2 separate regions of the Sus scrofa genome follow, and region 2 is linked to region 1. The links are chromatin contacts, called in public HiChIP or PLAC-seq maps. All regions are on one chromosome and are shown on one strand. Each heading gives the region's core, a stretch centred on a gene start, on an enhancer-like site or on the middle of the called end of the contact. The rest is flanking DNA. Distances are from core to core; before and after follow the strand shown.

Evidence for each region. HiChIP or PLAC-seq counts read pairs in DNA pulled down with a chosen protein or histone mark.
Region 2: a contact with region 1 is called in an H3K27ac HiChIP or PLAC-seq map of skeletal muscle. The contact joins the promoter of RALA here to the enhancer-like site in region 1. A contact is called at or near these places in 9 of 47 Hi-C or Micro-C datasets (alveolar macrophages, embryonic fibroblasts, fetal skeletal muscle and 5 more) and 2 of 2 datasets of contacts at active chromatin or transcription factors (alveolar macrophages and skeletal muscle).

The regions. Positions count from the first base shown.
Region 1 is chr18:54,502,276-54,505,371 of Sscrofa11.1, forward strand. No RefSeq gene overlaps it. Among named protein-coding and RNA genes, the nearest start is that of CDK13, 74 kb to the left of the region's middle. Within about 2 kb of position 1,681, at least 38 of the 83 cell types and tissues checked have an H3K27ac peak or open chromatin away from gene starts, as enhancers often do. A contact at or near this core is called in alveolar macrophages, mesenteric adipose tissue, omental adipose tissue and 3 more, where this site is marked.
Region 2 is chr18:54,629,272-54,632,367 of Sscrofa11.1, forward strand. It overlaps RALA (ras-related protein Ral-A), which reads right to left and starts at 1,475. Exons shown (of 5, transcript XM_021079219.1): 1 at 226-1,475.

The sequences.
Region 1 (3,096 bases), core at 431-2,930:
GTCTATTCTGGGAAGGCCTCACAGGGGCCTGCTCGGCCAGTGTCCAGTCTCCACCAGCCCGGCCCAGCGCCACCAGTGGCCAGAGAACCCTGGACGGTGGAGGGTGGCGGGTGGGTGGGAGCGAGGCCGCCTTTCCCTCTTGTCAGGTGTAAACCACTGCCTCGGAGCCGGCCTGATTTTTTCTGCTTCTGGGCATGGCCCGCATGTTTGCCCTTCTCCCAGGAAGTTTATCCAATTGCAGATAAACTTTCTCAGAGCCTCCCCCAGTCTCAGCCCCACCCTTCCGTGCCGGGCCCTCTGGCTGCCCTGACCTCCAGCCCCGCCCAGCTGTCCCTCAGGGGAGGTCTGGGAGGAGCACCAGCCCCACCCCGGGGACCACTCCATCCCCGTTGCCTCCCTGGTCCCTACAGCTGGCTCACCCACCCTTCTCGTCCTGCCTGTTTGGCTCCTGAAAGCTGAGAATTCCCTGCCCCACAGGGAGAGAAGCTGACACCTCGTCCGGCCTGCAGAGCCCAGCCCAGACAGCTCCTTGGTGACAGCTTTCCCTACCCACCCCAGCCCCTTTCCAGGAGGGGTGAGCCGCTTCTTGCTCGGGGTTCCCGGGACCCCCTCGTGCTCAGGTCACAGCATCGCACCCCCCCCCCCCCCGTGTTATAGGTCGACGGACTCCTGAGACCTGTGTGGATTCCCAGTGTCTCTGTCTGTTCCTGGCCCAGGAGAGCGTCTGAGTGTTCATTGGATGGAAAGAATGTGTGCTTCCTCCTGACCACAGGCTCTGATCTGTGTTCATGCCTCTGGATTCCTAGTACGCAGGGCACCTGTGCCAGTGAGGGTGCCCGGCCAGCAAGGTGCACCAAAGCTTTGTCGCTGCCTCGTGCATCTTTCCTGGTTAGGCTGAACTATTGACCCCTCCCGAGCTCTGCCTTTTGGAAACAGCCGTGTCCTTAGACCTTTGGGCTCAGACCTAGGCTTTGCAAGTCTTGCTCATGTTGAGGTAACAGACCCCAGGCGGTTCTCGAGGAGACCCTGTAGCTTACCACCCACACTGGCGCACTTGGCGGAGTGAAGGGGGACGTCAGTAAGGGCGCTGATGCTGACCTTGGCCTCTGTCCACTGGTGCTGAATAGAAGTGCAGAGAAAAATAGCTGTATTGCTTGGCCAGGCAAAGGGGGACACAGCAGACGAGCGCCCTAAAGGCAGTGCCTGCTTTGGGAGAGAGTAGGAGGTGGTCTTATAGTTTGGAAGGAAAAGTAGGGCCACAGCTGAGGACTGGCTGGATGTCAGCTTTCGCGCTTCCAAGCTGGGCTCTGGTGGCCCCAGGGCTGGTTCTGGGGGTCCTCCCCTGTGCTTTCATTTGGTGGGGGTTTTAGTTCTGCAGAAGAACTTGCAGATCTTGTTATGCGTATTTTTGAGGAGGAACCAGGACGCTGCCCCACGGCTGCACTGTTGTTTTGGAGGCTTCCTCCCTGGTCTCTGCATCCGCTCCCTTCTCTCTAATGAGCAATTATTTGAACCTGGCCTTTGGAGCAGGGAGGGCCCTGGAGGCGGAAGCTTATTCCCTAAAAGCAAGAAATGGGGGACACAGAAAAGCTTGAGTGTCCAGGAGCCCCGCAAAGTCCGGGTTGTTTTCAGCACCAGGCTGACAGGGGAACTGAGAGGTGTGTCACCCCATCTCTGAGCCACGTGGGCGCTGGGCTTGACTAGAGGGTGGAGGGGCAGTTTGGTTTTGGTTTCGGTTTTGGTCGGGCCTGCAGCTTGTGGAAATTCTTGGGCCACAGCAGTGACAATGCTGGATCCTTGCCCCCCTGAGACACTGGGGAACTCCTCGGAGGAGCAGAGCAAGGGTCTCGTGTGTGAATTGGAGATTAGCACCTCCCATCTGCCTCCACATGGATTAAACCAGGAGCCACGGCAGCTGCTGAGCCTCAGCACCCCGCGTGGAGCTCAGGGTGGAGACCAGGAGTGAGACACTCTGGGCTCTGGGAAAACTGGCAGAACAGGCCTTCAGAGAGTCAGATTTTTTTTTTTTTTTTTTTTTTTTTTGCTTTTTAGGGCCACACCTGGCTCATATGGAAGTTCCCAGGCTAGGGGTCTAGGGGTCGAATTGGAGCTGTAGCTGCTGGCCTACGCCACAGCTGTAGCAACTTCAGATCCGAGCCCCATCTTCGACCTACACCACAGCTCATGGCAACGCCAGATCCTTAACCCACTGAGCGAGGCCAGGGATCAAACCCGCAACCTCATCATTCCTAGTCAGATTTGCTTCTGCTGCGCCACAATGGGAACTCCTAGTTAGCTATTTTTAGAAGATTTTAGGTGCCCAACTCTTGCATCGCCTCAAATCTAGAAAAGCGCTAAATGGCCTCGTCTGCTTCCCATGACTCGTCGCCACCCTCCCGACACCAGCAGCAAACTCTGTAAAAGGCAGGCGCCTCCCCCTCCCCTTCGTCACTCGCATCTTGCTGTGTCCCCTTTCCTCCTTGCGGGGGCATTTCAGAGCTGTCTGAATTGCTGCCGCCTGGGCTGCCCTCAAGCCCACAAAACAAAAGCTGTCCCAGTCCTCTGCGAGTGCAGCCACCTCCAGGTGAGCCCGCGACCCCGGGGGAACTCAGGAAGGACACCAAGGACACCTGCCAGCCAGCAGCCAGCAGCCGGCAACCTCTCCCCACAGGGAGCCCCGAGGAAACTGGGGCTGGGCAAGCACAGGACACCGGCCCAGACGGCCCAGGAGCCGCTCAGGGATGGGTGCAGGGAGCCCAGACCTTCGCACCTTCCCACACAGAGAAAAGCCCTGAGTTCCTCGAGAGCTCTGCTTTGCCTTGCTTTGCTTGCTTGCTTTTTCTTTCTTTCTTTTTTCTTTTTTTTTTTTTGTTTTTGTCTTTTTCGCCTTTTCTAGGGCCGATCCCATGGCATATGGAGGTTCCCAGGCTAGGGGTCTAATGGGAGCTGTAGACGCCAGCCTACACCACAGCCACAGCTACACCGGATCCGAGCTGCATCTGAGACCTACACCGCAGCTCACGCCAACGCCGATCCTTAACCCCCTGAGCAAGGCCAGGGATCGAACCCACGACCTCATGGTTCCTAGTCGGATTC
Region 2 (3,096 bases), core at 225-2,724, 130 kb after region 1:
AGACTTTTGAGGCAGCGTCTAAACCAGAGAATTGCTCAGCTGTTTTACTATGATCCTTGGACAGACGACGAAGGGAAAAACATCCCGAGGCCCACCTGTTTCCATTTTCGAATGAAAAGAGATCAGTGATGGTGAACCGATGGTAGAAAATGAAGTAGAATCAGAATTCTAGTAATCCTCAAACCAGCAATAAGCAAAAGGGGTAATCTGCAGAATGTGACTCACCTGTTAGAACTGAAGAAAGGGCTTGCTTTCTGGGGACCCAGGAGAGCCAACGGTCTAGTTCAGGCCAAGTCCAAGGGCCTGAGGCCAGAAGAGCCGATGATTAAGTTCAGGTAGAAAGTCAGCAGGGTAGAGACTGAAGAAGAGTCAACATCGGTTTGACTCTGAAGGCAGGAAAAAAGCTGATGTCCCAGCTCAAAGGCAGGAGCAGTTCCCTCTTACTTGCGGGAGGGTCGGCTTTTTTATTTTATTCAGGTCTTCAGCTGATTGGCTGAATCCCACCCGCGTTAGGGAGGGATATCCGCTTTACTCAATCTGCTGATGGAAAGGTCAGCCTTCTCCAAAAACCCGTACCAGGTGCTTTCACCTGGTCTGGTTTCCCACCAAAGCAAGAATCTCTCAACACCACGGTTGCTGGATGGCTATGTTATATTGGCCTGAAGAGTGTCTCAGTGGAGTTTCAGTTTGTCCTACTTCTAACTTGTGGAACTACCCAGAATAAGTCTATACTCTATTCCACATAATAGCCTTTCAAATAGACTAAAGTGCCTATTATATTCTGCCAAGCATTGTTTTGTTTCGTTTTCCAAGTTAAATATCCCCTGCTTATTTGTCTGATCGTCACAGTACGTGCTTTCTTTGAGGCACTCTGGTTTTGTCAGTTTTCATAAAATGTGATACCTTTAACCAAACCCATTATTCTAAATGTGCTCCAACTCCTTTATGCTGAAAAAACAAACTTCAAGTCTCCATTTACGTCCTTCCCAGAAAGGAACGTTTTGTTGAGCCACTCAAACCCTCATTTGTGACCATAGTTGATAACGAAACCAGCCATAATATAAGTGGTCAAAGTGCCTTACACAAATGATTGAAATGTGTGTGTATCTCTACTGCTGGAAATACATGTATCTCACATTTCCTGTAATGGATCATTTTCCATGAGACTCAAAGTCAGTGGGGGGCACACTAAATATCTAAAAACCCTAATTTTCTTTTCTTTCTTTTTTTTTGCTTTTTAGGGCCACAGCTGCAGCATATGGAGGTTCCCAGGCTAGGCGGTGAATCAGAGCTACAGCTGCCAGCCTATGCCACAGCCACAGAAATTCTAGATTCGAGCTGCATCTGCGACCTACACCACAGCTTACGGCAATGCCGGATCCTTAACCCACGGAGCGAGGCCAGGGATCAAACCTGCAACCTCATAATTCCCAGTTGGCTTCATTTCCGCTTTGCCACAAATGGGAACTCCTAAAAATCCTGATTTTCTTAAGCCTCTACCCATCCCTCTTGTGACCCAGGTGAAGTGACTCATCCCAGCCCATGAGTAAATCCTGATTGGTCCAAGCCAGTTAGGATGTTTCCAAGGAGATTGGTTTACTGGCAGGCTTGTGATCCAGATCTGGCCAATTCGACACATAGGAAAGTCTGCTGGGAGTATTTCTTGGAAAGATTCCTCGTTCATAAACAGGAGATGCCAAGAAATGGCCTCCTTCCTGCCTCTGGATGTTATAAGTGGATATACTGCCAGGAACTGCTGTAGCCATTTGGCTATCAGCTGAAAATGTCAGAGGAAAAAGATATCGAAAGAACCCGAGTCCTCGACACCACCCAGCCCTCCTCCGTCCTTTCCGTCCTTCCTCTGTACCTGCTGTCACACCGGAGTGCGAGCTCCCTTACTGATCAAGTCACGCTGAACCAGGGCTTTCTGCCACTCGTGGCCCAAATCATCTTCATCGCCACATTCGTCCCCTGAGCATTTCAGAAACGGAGTTAACCTTCCAAAAAATGAGCTAATCTTCCCCAAACGGAGTTAACCTTCAAATCTCAGCTGGCGGGGAATCCAATATCCTCCCAATATCTCTCTGAATTTCCTCGGCTGACATTCTCCAAGTCCAGCCTCTTGATTCTGTTGAACTCTTGCTGTCTCATCTCATCTCCTTTGGCGAAGTGTCTCCTTATACACCGCGTCGGTCCAGCCACGGAACGTGGCTTCTTTTCCTCCATACAAAAAAAGATCCGCTCATGGCAGACCCACAAAGTGTGTCCGTGCGCGTGTGTGCGCGCGTGTGCTCGCGTGCGCGCCAAACCTTATTGAAGGTTTAGGGCAAGGGAATAGCGTTTACATTACTCCATTAAAACAGTTTAAAGTGGATTATTAGATATCCTTGTTTTTAAACATCCTCAGCAATTCTATCTCTTGGAAATTTTCACGGTCACCTTTCAGAGTCACTGGTCTCTGTTTTCATTCGCCGGACTCATCTTTTCAGGGAGAAGGACTTCTTTGCAATTCTCAGACCCTGTTTTCAAATCAATTTAGTTTTGCCCATGCTTAGGGACTCCAGTTTATTTTTGCATATCAAAACCCAGTGTGTGCACTGCTAAATTAAGAGCCATCTACTTAACTTTGCGTCTTACTTTGGAGAAGCAGAGAAAAATTGGCGGATACTTACAACTTTCAGTCTCTCCTTTCTTCCTCGTCTACCAGTCTCTGCAAAAGGAAGGAAGCAACACAGTGAGTTATTTTTCCACTGATAGAATTCTGCCACTCCGCCTTAGAAGAAGGAAGCAGCTGTAGTCCCTCTGAGTTTTAAATAACATTTTCTTTCCTGTGATACACATGCGTGCTAATATAATGAGTAATTTTGCTAGAATATTTGCAAAGTGAATCCTCTTGGAAACTGGATTTTTTGGTGTGTGTTGGCAAAGAGCTCTGCAGCATCCCTATTTCACCAGTTTCTACTTCTATTAAAACGGGAATAAAATCAAATTCTACTTTTACAACATCTCAGAAATGTACTGTCTAATGAGCTCTGCAAGTCTCTTAGGTAGCAAGGAAGCCAAGTCATGTGACTGTTCTTGCTTCAGTGGTCCACC